Regions from separate parts of the Mus musculus genome. Here regions 1 and 2 are each linked to region 3. The links are chromatin contacts, called in public Hi-C and HiChIP or PLAC-seq maps. All regions are on one chromosome and are shown on one strand. Each heading gives the region's core, a stretch centred on a gene start, on an enhancer-like site or on the middle of the called end of the contact. The rest is flanking DNA. Distances are from core to core; before and after follow the strand shown. Region 1 holds the start of Gde1 (glycerophosphodiester phosphodiesterase 1). Region 2 holds the start of B230311B06Rik (RIKEN cDNA B230311B06 gene). Region 3 has its middle 20 kb from the start of Syt17.

What was found. Hi-C and Micro-C count contacts between places; a contact is called where the count stands out from the background. HiChIP or PLAC-seq counts read pairs in DNA pulled down with a chosen protein or histone mark.
Region 1: a contact with region 3 is called in an H3K27ac HiChIP or PLAC-seq map of extraembryonic endoderm stem cells. The contact joins the promoter of Gde1 here to the enhancer-like site in region 3. A contact is called at or near these places in 9 of 39 promoter capture datasets (3T3-L1-derived adipocytes, the SN4741 cell line, cranial neural crest and 5 more), 2 of 484 Hi-C or Micro-C datasets (the AML12 cell line and nephron progenitors) and 5 of 115 datasets of contacts at active chromatin or transcription factors (bone marrow-derived macrophages, extraembryonic endoderm stem cells, large pre-B cells and 2 more).
Region 2: a contact with region 3 is called in a Hi-C map of the N1E-115 cell line, with 4 times the contacts expected there. The contact joins the promoter of B230311B06Rik here to the enhancer-like site in region 3. A contact is called at or near these places in 1 of 39 promoter capture datasets (the 3T3-L1 cell line), 13 of 484 Hi-C or Micro-C datasets (the AML12 cell line, Kupffer cells, the N1E-115 cell line and 8 more), 2 of 115 datasets of contacts at active chromatin or transcription factors (intestinal villus epithelium and pancreatic cancer cells) and 2 of 9 other capture datasets (adipose tissue and liver).

The regions. Positions count from the first base shown.
Region 1 is chr7:118,704,172-118,708,030 of GRCm38.p6, forward strand. Gde1 (glycerophosphodiester phosphodiesterase 1) reads right to left here and starts at 1,567. Exons shown (of 6, transcript NM_019580.4): 1 at 1,219-1,567. The coding sequence starts at 1,479.
Region 2 is chr7:118,590,941-118,594,751 of GRCm38.p6, forward strand. It overlaps B230311B06Rik (RIKEN cDNA B230311B06 gene), which reads left to right and starts at 1,345. Exons shown (of 2, transcript NR_169121.1): 1 at 1,345-1,520.
Region 3 is chr7:118,461,754-118,465,852 of GRCm38.p6, forward strand. No RefSeq gene overlaps it. Among named protein-coding and RNA genes, the nearest start is that of Syt17, 20 kb to the left of the region's middle. Within about 2 kb of position 1,593, at least 25 of the 459 cell types and tissues checked have an H3K27ac peak or open chromatin away from gene starts, as enhancers often do. A contact at or near this core is called in the N1E-115 cell line, the SN4741 cell line and extraembryonic endoderm stem cells, where this site is marked.

The sequences.
Region 1 (3,859 bases), core at 317-2,816, 240 kb after region 3:
TTCTGAGTTTGAGGCCAGTCTGGTCTACAGAGTGAGTTCCAGGACAGCCAGGGCTATACAGAGAAACCCGGTCTCAAAAACCAAAGGAAAAACAAAACAACAAAACAAAACAAAGCAAAGCAAAACAGACTAAAAGCTGTAGTATTTGCATATGTCCCAGGAATGACCTCCTATACCCCTCAAGTCAACTCTTGGCATTCTTCCATCTAAAACAATCTAGCTATGTAAGCAGTTAAGGTGTGACGTCACTCCACATACTTCTTTCATGCTATTTTTTTGATCTACAATTAAACCCACAGATGCAAGGCCAACACGTATGAAGGCTGACTGTAGTGCACTGAAGTCCATAATCCACTGAAATGCTCTTGCCATACAAGCTGACATTAATCTGAAAACAGAAGGCTTCCAAGGGCAAAGGGCTATTAAAATTCTCCTGGGTGCCTTATGGAAAGGGGAAGCAAATATTGACAGAGGAGTCTGGCTGCCAGGGTTGACGACTATGATGAAGGTGTATTTGGAAAGAGGCCATAAAGATAATATCCAAGTAATACAGAGGACAGAAATACACCCTGTGATAAGGGTGATTAAGAATATCTTGCTAGTTGGTGGTGGTGGGTGTCTTTAGTCCCAGCACTTTAACCCCACCAGGCAGGTGGATCTGAGTTGAGGCCAGTCTGATAAGTTCAAGGAGTGGACTACAGAGAAACCCTGTCTCGAAAAAAAGAGAGAAATCCCATTTACTAACAAGAACCCATTTGACCTAGTTCATATCTTAATTCATCCATACACTAGAGTTTGTTCTGCTCCTCGAAGCCAGCACCACATATAAGCCTGTTGTGTTGTGTTGCTACCTTACCACTCCAACATAAACCTCACCTCAGGCCCTTTGCACTTGCCATCGGCATCCTGGAACACTTCCCACTGATTCCAACCTTGTAATTCTAGTTCACAGTTCACAAATATCTAGTTCATAGAAAACTACTGCTACATAATGCACTGCCCCACCCTAAAGTAGCCTCATATGTTATCTCTCCCAACCCAGATGAAAGCCCTGTCAAAGGAGTCGTGCCTGGCTGCCATCCCAGCGTCTGGCACATACCAAGTCTTACAATTACCCGCGGAATTCTAGAAATAGCTGAAGTGGGGAGGGATGCGGAGCCGGGAGGAGAAGAAGAGATGTCAGCGGCGGAGCAGGCCCGAGGCGTGCGCGGGGCTCACCTGCCGGATGGCCGCCAGCGTGTTCTCGGGCGCGTCGTGGCTGCCGCCGCGATGGGCGATGGCGGACACGCGGTCACGGGGCTTGAGCACCTGCAGGGCCCGGCGGGACGGCACCGGCTCGAAGCTGAAGAACCGCAGCAGGATGTAGAGGCTGCCGGTGAGCACGCAGGCGTTGAAGGGGCTGCGTGTCACCACCAGCAGCAGCACCAGCACGAAGGAGAAGGGGCCCAGGAGGCCGCCCTGGTCCTCCCACAGCCACATGCCGGCGCCTGCACCGGCACGGACCGGAGCCCCGGACCTGCCGGGCGACGCGTAGACGCCGAGGTACTGGCCACAGCCGGAACCCTCCGCTGGGAGCAGCGCTGCACAATGGCGCCGACGGACCCATCTCGAGAAAGAGCCCGCCCTCCAGCCAATCAGAGTCCCGGAGCTTCGGCGTTGGGGGGCCGGAACCGCTGTCATGGCAACAGGAGCAGGCCCTTGCCCCAGGCCTGGGTTCCAAGGGCGCTTCGGGTTATGTAAAGTGAGGACAAGACTTAGACCCTGTCCTTCAGACTTAGTGGAAGGAGGGTGACACGGTCAAAGTTTCTTAGTGACCTTGTATCTGACCTCGAGGAAACTAAAGGCTTTGACTTTAAAAGGAACAGGATGTTTAACCTGCTTATTCAAAATGTGCCAGTAGTGTTTCCAGAGTTCTTCTGGGTCAGAGACAGGGCCTGTAATGAGCCAGGCTTACCCTGGAGCTGTAATAAGTTACGCTCCATGAACCAAACAAAAAAAAAAGTAAAAAGCAGAGAAATGGACACACCGGGAAGAAATCTAGTAAAGCACACCCACAAGTCCGTTTTCAGGGTTCTGACGGGAGGTTTAGGTTTAAATAGAGGGCAAGAGGCATGCTTGGCTAAGAAGCCCCGCCCATCATTGACCACTTAGTTCCAGTCTGTTCAGAAAGGTCCGGGACCTTCAGAACCCTTTGAACTTACAGAAAAGATACATTTTTTTCCAGGCTGGACACAGGCTCTAAGCCCTTTCCTTCTCTCAAAATCAGACTCCTAAGGAAATTCCAATTTCCTGCGGTCCATGCCTCAAAATAATATCAAGAAGGGTGACTTACAAATGTCTCTTTGGAATATCTTCATTCTTGCAAGGGCTGTTTCCACCAGGACACATGTCTGCATTTAGTGAAAGTACCTTCCCCTTGCGGGAAGTAGTATTGAGCACGATAACAAGACAAGGAAAATTAAGGGACCGTGGGAAGGAAAAAGAGCTCTTACTAGAAGTGTGGTTAAAGCCTCTTGACTTTAAGCATCAAGAATTCCTGCATGGGTAGCCCACATTCCTTTTATATGGAGATGCTTCAAGTTAGAATGTTCAAATAGCAACAAATCTAAAGGTCTAATATATGGCTTTTCTCCTTTTCCATCTGCAAGCCTGCAATTTGCTAGGAATCTCGTTGACAGTAAAGATGCGTTCACCTCCTTGTGGGACCTTTGTGAATCATGGTTTTATCTTAAGGATTGTGGCTCTTCTCAGTGTGCCCAGAAAGCCACCTTAAATCTCATTTATTGGGCTGGAGAGCTGACTCAATGATTGGGAGTACTGGCTGCTCTTCCAGAGGAACTGAGTTCAATCCCCAGCCTACATATGGTAACTCATTTAATTCCAGAGGCTCTAACACCCTTCTCTGGCCACTGTGGGCATGGTATATAACATTTTATTAAGAGAGAGAGAGAGAGAGAGAGAGAGAGAGAGAGAGAGAAGAGGACAGGCAAGATGTGGTACCAGCCATATGACGGATATAGTATGGAATAGAGTTTATTTAGGGCATGGGGAGGGGTGTTGAGAGAGTAAAGGCAGAGAAAGCAGAGGGGGAGGGGAGGCTGGCAGGGAACATGGGGAGAGAAGAGAGGGAAATGGGGAAGAGAGAGAGAAGGGCAGGGAGTAAGAGGATAAGAAGATAAGATCGAGGAAGGGACAAACAGTCTCTTTTATAGTGAGTCTGGCATACCTGGCTGTTGCCACGTAACTGTGGGGTGGAGCCTTGAAGGAATGCAAACACTGTACTTGTGAGTTGCATAAACACACATGCATACAAACACACACACACATAAAATAAAAATGTAGGCCAGGCAGTGGTGGCACAGGCCTTTAATCTCAGTGGATTTCTGAGTCTGAGGTCAGCTTGGTGTACAGAGTGAGTTCCAAGACAGCCAGGACTATACAGAGAAACCCTGTCTGGTGGGGTGGGGGGTGGGGAGGAGAAAGAAAAAAATTACCTCATTTATTGAAAGAAAAAGAGGGTAGGAAAATTTTTCATAGGACTACCTAAAACAAGGAGAACCACTAAAACACAGCACAGCTACAGCTAAGACACAGTAAACTCCTAATAAACTCCAACTCTGTTTCATATTGGCTTGTCTGAAGAATCTTGCCTGTGAGCTGGGCATGATGGCGCACACCTTTAATCCCAGCACTTGGGAGGCAGAAGCAGGCGGATTTCTGAGTTCGAGGCCAGCCTGGTCTACAGAGTGAGTTCCAGGACAGCCAGGGCTATACAGAGAAACCCTGTCTTGAAAAAACCCAAAATCAATCAATCAATCAATCAATCAATCCTGTTTTCACCTGAGTAGAGGTCTCTGGA
Region 2 (3,811 bases), core at 95-2,594, 130 kb after region 3:
TCCTTCTCTTGTGGCATTTACCATTCTTTAACAGCTTGCCTTCCTGGTAATTGTGGCATTATTGTGGCTGTCAGCCTACCCCAGTACAACAGAACGTAAGTCCCATGGTAGGAATGGTCTGTGGTCATGGCAGATCACCAAGAAGTTCATTAGGCTTGTGGGAATTAATGGATGGAGGAGGGGAGACTCTTTCTCTCAGAGATTGCTCAATAACTATTACTCATTCATTCATTTTACTGGTATTGGAATTCTGTCGGGACTCCACCCCCCACAGTTAGCTGGCAAAAGCCAGGTAGGCCTGGCCCACTATAAAAGGGGCTGCTTGCCCCCTCCCCTCTCTCTTGTCTCTCTTCTCTTGCCTCTTGCTCTCCCTCTCTCTGCATTCCCTTCCTCCATTTCCCCACGTGGCCATGGCCAGCCTCTACTTCTATACTCTCTCTCTCTCTCTCTCTCTCTCTCTGTGTCTCTCTCTGTCTCTACTACCCTCTTGACTCTCCTCCCCATGCCCTAAATAAACTCTATTCTACACTATACCATCATGTGGCTGGTCCCTCAAGGAGAAGGGATGCCTTGGCATGAGCCTGTCAAGGCGTCCCCTTCCCCATACCTCACCACACCCCCCATAAAACATATTCTTATACCCTTTTTTTCTTAATAATCTTTTTATAACAACTGGCGTGTTTGTTTTGTTTTGTTTTTGAGAAGTGGAAAGGGAAGGAGTCAGAGTCTCATGCATCCCATGTATCCATCCCATCAAATCCACTATGAATGATCTTGAACTTCTAACCTACCTGCCTCTGCTTCCTAAGTGCTGGGGTTGCAGGTGTACACTGCCATTCTGTTTTATGAGTGTGGGGCTCAAACCCCAGGATTCTTTCATGCTGGATAAATTACTAATGAAGCTGTATTCCTGGCTCTTTTTGTTTTGAGACAGATCTCATTATGCAGTTTATCCTTGCCTCAAGCTAGATTCCCCTGCCTCAGCCTCCCAGGCAGTGCTTTGGCAGGAACTCACACCACCAACCCTAATGAAACCTGGTGCCTCCTCGTGTGCTGGGTGAGTGCTCTCTGGTGGGCTTTCTGTGCCTCTGTCACTTTCACAGTGTGTACTTGAGCCTAACGGAGCACTGGACTCTTCCATATAGCAGAATTTGGTAGAGTAAGCTGGCATACTTTTCTCATGGTAAGTGGCCTTTTACTATGGGGTGTCCACCATGATTCCTCAGGACAGACAGAAGGAGTGTCCCTCCTCTCTTCCACACTCTGGCCTCCTCACTTCCCAAGGTCCCCCACAGATGTACTTCCGGTCCATCTGGAAAACATTTCCCTCCTACGGAGGTAATGACTTCCGCCTGTACCCATTCCCATCAGCCCTGCTACACTGTCCTGCTCTGAGTTCTGACTACTCTCTGTCTCTAGGGAGGACTTGGCTGAAATCTCCGAGGCAGGAGATGAATCCTGATGAGAGCCAAAGTTTCTCTGAGGTGGCTCATGGCCTAGACGCTGCTGCCCAGAACGCTGTGAGTGGGGGAAGGGAAAGTTCCCTTTGGCTATTGTTGCAGACAGACAGCAGGACACCAGCACACACACTCAGCAGCTGCCCTCGTGGGTATTTGTTATAAGGCTGTTGAGCTCCAAGGGCTCCTTTTGGGAGGACCATGCTGTTCTGGTATGTCATCATTCCAACTTTCTCATGGTAAGCTGTCATTTCCAGAGAGAGAGAGAGTGAAAAATGAGACAGCCTTGGATCAGCAAATGGTTCTTCACTCACTGGCTGTGCGATCCAAGGCTTGTTACTAAGCCTCTCTGTGCTTCTGCTCTCTCATCTATTTTCTCCCCTTTCCTTCTTTCCTCTTTTAGATAAGAGCTTGCTAGGTAACCCAGGCAGGCTTTAAACTTAAAATATTCCTGCTTCAAGCCACCAGAGTTCAGGGATCATGGGTCTGCATGACCAAACCTGACTCTCTTCCTATATCAGTGGTATCTGTTCCTCTGTTTAAAAAAAGCATTAGCTGGACCTGGATTGTGCAGACAGGGAGAGGTGTGGGTTTGACTCCTAATGTGACCTGGGTATCTGGGAGCTATAACCAAGGAGCAGGCTGGAGGTTGCTGATAGGAAATTACCAGGACAGAATATTAGAGCTGTATTAGTTAAGTTGCTCTGAGCAGATTGGAGGAGGGAGGACTTAGTTTATTCCAGATTTCAGAGGCGTTGGTCCAACTTCTATCATGCTGGCCAAGAAGCAGAGAGAGGGATGGTAGCAAGAAAGAGGTGAGGGCAGAGCATCTCGCGTCCACCCCTGCTTCCTCCCAGGGGTGCCATCTAGATGGGAATTCATCAAAATACAAGGTCAGAACCTGCAGTATCTAACTGTGAGCAATCTGTCACACACACAGCAGGATGGAATGTCTCATTAATCATGAGGTGATTCGAACTCCAATCAGGACGACTGTGGCGACTAGCCACCACAGGGAGTTAAGGAGGTTTCTATCTAGGCTGAGCTGATGAAACTGTCACTGCAGATAGATCAGGTGACAGATACCATCTAGGAAGGAGGCCCACTCAGTGAGGGGCAGCAGGTATTAGGGCTCCTTCTTCCTAAATGACTGTGCAAGGCTCTCTGGCAACACTAGAGTTCACAGGGGAGAATACAGGCAGGCTCTGGAGTTGGTTAGGAGCCTTACAGTTAGGCTACACAAAGAATCTTAGTCATCTCTGTTCAGCTCAGATCTAAGAGGCAGAGGCAGGGCACTGAGCTCAGAGTTATATGTAAATCTGAGTCTAGAGAGGACCCGCTGAGCTTTCTAGGTTCGTAAGTCCCAGAACAAATAATTGGACCAGGGTGAGAAAAAAGTAGAGGTGCTGATGGACCCCCACCTGGGAGTGTGGTGAGTCTCTAAGGCCTCTCCTCTCGGGAGAGTGCCTTGGGTGAGCTTGGTTTGTTCCTCATAGCCCTGGTGAGGGAGGAGTTCCCAGGCCTTCCGCCAACTGGCTTCTTTCATATGCTAATCTCCCCTCCAGCCCTATTCTGCCAACAGTTGCTGTAACAGAAGACCACCCCTCCTCCCAAATTGGGTGCTTTATATAGAAAAAAATATATCGTTCACACAGTCTCCAGCTGGGAAGGGACATCTGTTCAGTGAAGAGGAACAAATACAGCTTCTGGAACATTCCTGTGAAGCAAATTGCCTGGGTGCTTCAAAGATATCAATAGCTGGAGTGGGGGCGGGGCAGGGGCAGGGGTGAGGTGGGAAGCTCTGTAAAGCTCTTGCATAGTAAACAGGAGGTCCTGAGTTCCACCCCCAACCCTGGGGGGTGGGGCAAGGAAACAACAAGAGTCGGGGTTGGCTGAAGCAAGGGAGGAGGAGGGGACAACTGGACTAAAGTAGAGTAACATGGAACTGATGGTTCACAGCCGACCTCCTCTGCTTTCCTCTGTTGGTGCTGGCTATTAGTGCGAGCAGGAAGGTCCTTGGGATTTCCCAGCACACAAAGCTGAGAGAGTACTGAAGAGCTGCCATAGGGGACTGGGGAGGGATGGCTCAGTGGGTGACGCACTTGCTGCAGAAGCCTGAGCATCCGAGGTTGGACCCTCAGCATCCACGTAAAATTGGGCTCAGTCTGTAATCTCGGCTCCTACCTCGAGAAGACGGCCAGAAGTAGCCTGGGGAGTCCCTAGGCCAGCTCGGGAATGCAGCTGTGAGCACCAGACTCAGCTTCCCACAGGTAGAAGGAAGGCAAATGTCTCTCGCTGAACCTTGAACTCATCCGGCCACCAGTAAACCCTAAGTGTTTTCCTCTTTCTAGCCC
Region 3 (4,099 bases), core at 343-2,842:
ACACGACCCTGGGTCGGATCCACAGCAGCACAGAAGTAGGAAAATGTAAGGGTGGAGGCTCCGTTCCTGTTTTCTACGTCATGTCTGTTGAACAATGCTTAAAAGCTACACTGTTTTCACTCCAAGCAGCAAGGGGTAACTGCTTAAAGTAACAGTGTGGAGCCGTGATGTCCTCACAACAGAAGCAGATAGATCTTCAGCTGCCAAGCTCCACTGTCAAGTGAATGAACTAATAGACCCCCTAAGGGATTAGAAAAGCACACTTGTGGGTGTTTACAGAGAAGGCTCCATCTCGAAGCTCTGACCTAAGCGATGTTTAACTTGTTGATAGACCAAGCAGACTGTAGCTGGCTGGACACTGGGAGAGCTATGGCAGGTGAAGCCTGTGGGAAGATTGCAAACCACTGGGGAGTGGCTTTAAAGGGCACAGCCTGCTCTGACTCCTTTCTGTCTCTGCCTGCTTCCTGTCCACCTCCAAGTACAGAATCTCCTCCCACACACTCCCACCACCATAATGCTTTGCCTCACCATGGTCCCACAATCAGCAAAGCCAAGGACTATGAACCAAGGTCTCTAAAACCATGAGCCATGATAAACCTTTTATGTTGTTTATGTCTGGCATCCTGTCACAGTGTTGAGAAAACCAAGCACAGACCCACATGTCACACAGTTCCAGAAGGTACCACCAACAGCCCGAGTGCTGAGCCATCTCTCTTGCACTCATGTTAAAAATAAATTTAAATTTTTCTTTTCATAATATTTATTTCTTGAGAGAAATGTTTAGCACACACGTGGACGTCAGAGGCAGCTTGTAAGCATCTGTTCTCTTTCACGGTGTGGGTCCTGAGGACTGAACTTGGGTCGTAAGCCTTGGCAACAAACACCTTTGACCCCACAGCCATTTCACCAACTCCGGTATTTCTATTTATAAAGCAACCACAGACCACACACAGGCACACACACACACACACACACACACACACACACCCCACAGGGCACTAATTGCTCAGCAACAGATATTAACTCACAATAAGTGTTAAGGTTTCTGACCCTCAGCTACCTCATGTGTAATATAGATGACCATTGTAGAGTCATCCTGAAGTCCTTTGGGAGAGGCTGGACAACGCTGTGACAAACCATGTACATTCCCACAGAAGAGTAGAAAGCAAGCAAGATCACTAGGGGCTGGGGAGGTGGCTCATCTCAAGAGCACTTGCTGCTCAGGCAGAGGACTTACACTCTATGTGCACATCCCCCCCCAAACTCTCTCTCTCTTTCTCTCTCTCAGAATGCCAAGGCATTTTATGTCTTATCCCAAAATCTGGGTGTTGCCTTGCCTTGCAATGTTTGGAATAGAACTGGTTGTGGATTACACACCCATCCCCCTCCTGCCTTTTTGGTTGTAAAACATCCTTGCTGACAATGAGAACACTCGGGTGCTGATGTCATCAGAAGCAAGCACATTTGCAGTAGTGTAGAAGTGTTCTCTTCCCCACCCCTCAGAGCAACGTCAAGCCAAGCTCTGCTCCTTGAAGCATGCACACACGGTGGGCAAGGCACCTTCTGTGAGTCAGAATGACCTTTTTTGCATATCCATCTCCTCCCTAGAGAGACGGGCCCTTTTATTACATTTTCCCAGCCTGGGGTTGAGCTCTGCGGGCAACCTCCTGTCATTTGTTTGTCTGATGGGCATCATTTCTTCTAAGAATCTAATTAGGATCTTTTCAAGAGTGCAGCCTGGAAGCGAGGGAATTAAATATGACTCAGAGGGTGTGCTGCCCAAAGCCAGGCGAAGGCGAGATGATGGTCCTTGATTTATGCATCCATTTGTTCCATCTGCAAGTCCCAACAGTGTGTCCTTTCTGTGCCAAGCCAGGGGCCAGAGCAAGTGTGTAGAAGCAGAGGCTGTCTATTTCACAGACAGGGTTACACAGGGGAAAAAAAAGCCATTAAACTTGGGATGCACGAAGCCACACCCACCGAGACCCCTTTCATGGACCTCTTTCTGTGGTCAAAGGAAGGCTGTATTTCATAGGTCTCTTCAGCTAGTGGAAGTCATGTAACTGCTGCTACTTTTAACCAAAAGGATATACATACAATACACAAAGACAACCAAAATACGTAGCCCAGGCTGGCTTCACACCCTGCAGCTTCCTGCCTCTGCTTCCTGAGTGCTGGTCTCCTAGACATGCACACATTCAGCTTTCAACTCTCTCCCCCTCTTTCTCTTAAAGCATCAAGAGGTCTGTGCAGAGGCATCCTCGATCGTCCTCAGACATGCAGGAAACTGGGTGATGCACGTATGTTTTTCCTAAGCCACTGAGATTCAATGATCTATGAATTGTTGTGGCATACTATAGCCCCACCTGATTAACTTATAACTTTCAACAGGCATGATGACATTTGTCAGCACTCAGACGGTGGAGGTAGGAGAATTGTGGATGACTGGCCAGCCTACATTTCATAGTAAGACTCTGTTTCAAATAACACAGGTCTGGCAAGATGGTCCAGTGAGTCCACACAAGCTTATGGTTTGATCCCCAGAACCCACACAAAGAGGAAAGGAAAAAATTATTCCACAAGGTTGTTCTCTGACCTACACACACACACACACATACACACACACACACACACACACACACACACACACACACACACACATGTGCTTCTCATCATACACACACTAATAAATCTAAAAGAAAGGAAAAGAAAAGCACACAGCCATAAAACTTTGACCTTACAACCAGTTAAACAGATAATGACAAACTTAGGGAAAACAATTATATGCCTGGTTTATTTGGTGAATGTTTGCAGAGCACAGACTGAATGCCAGACATTGTGTTAGGGCCAAAAAGGGAGTTGGGTCTCTGCCCTCATGAGGTAAGTGATCTGATAAGAGCCGAACAGTGCTGACAATTGCTCAATAAATAATGTGTTCCTAAGTGCAGCAGAGGTGGAAGAAAGGCATCCATGCAGCCTCGAGCTCACACCAGCCCCCAAGCAGACGCTCACAAGCATTGCACTTGTCTTTCTGCCATCGTTCTGTCAAACTTGACTAACTTTTGAGAGCTTCAACACCACTTCTATTTACAAAATCTTAGCCACCTGCCTTTTGTAATAAAGGGTAAGCAGATATATATCCCCAAATATTGAACTTTAAAAGAAAATCAAAGTTAGCAAATTCAATGTGAGATCTAGGTTTTGGGTCAGAAAGGGGGTGTCAGTAGGAAAATGTAGTGAGATCCATATTTAAGTCTGGGAGCTGGGCAGATTGTCCAGTTGGTAGAGTGTTTGCCATCCAAGCGGAGAGCCCAAATTCAATGCCCAGAACCTACAGTAAAAATGTAAAAGGTAAGCCGGGCATGATGGCTCACGCCTTTAATCTCAGCACTCGGAAGGCAGAGGCAGGCAGATTTCTGAGTTCAAGGCCAGCCTGGTCTACAAAGTGAGTTCCAGGACAGCCAGGGCTATATAGAGAAACCCTGTCTTTAAAACCCAAAACCAACCAAACAAACAAAAAAACCAACAACAACAACAAAGATGTACAATGCAAGAAGTGGTGATGTGTCCTTGTAATCCTATCACCAGACTCATGGAGAGAGGTGGATCCCGGGGCTCACTGACCAGCTAGCCTGGTCCACTTGGAAAGTTCAAGGTCAGTGAGAGACCCTGTCTCAAAAGCAAGGTGGGAGAGAATGACATGTCCTGGTCTTGACATACATGGACACATATGTGCAGATACACCAGAACACACACACATATACACATGCAGCACCTGCCTGTGTGCACACACATGCAGGCACACATACGTGTGTGTGTGTGTGTGTGTGTGTGTGTGTGTGCGTGTGCATGTGCGTGTGTGTGTGTGTGTGCACAGATTGGATGGCACTGCACGAATGAAAATCTCATAGCTTCGACAATTTCTCTCTGCAAACTGTTAGGGTAGGCTAGAACTTTGTGCTATGTTACTTTCTAAAAAGCTAAAAGATTCCAAGAAAATTGTTCAGGATTGTTCTTCAGTGGGGGTATATTCAGGATTACTGCGTGCGTATCAGTGCAAAGCCCTGAGTTCAATCATAAACTGCACCCACACACAAAA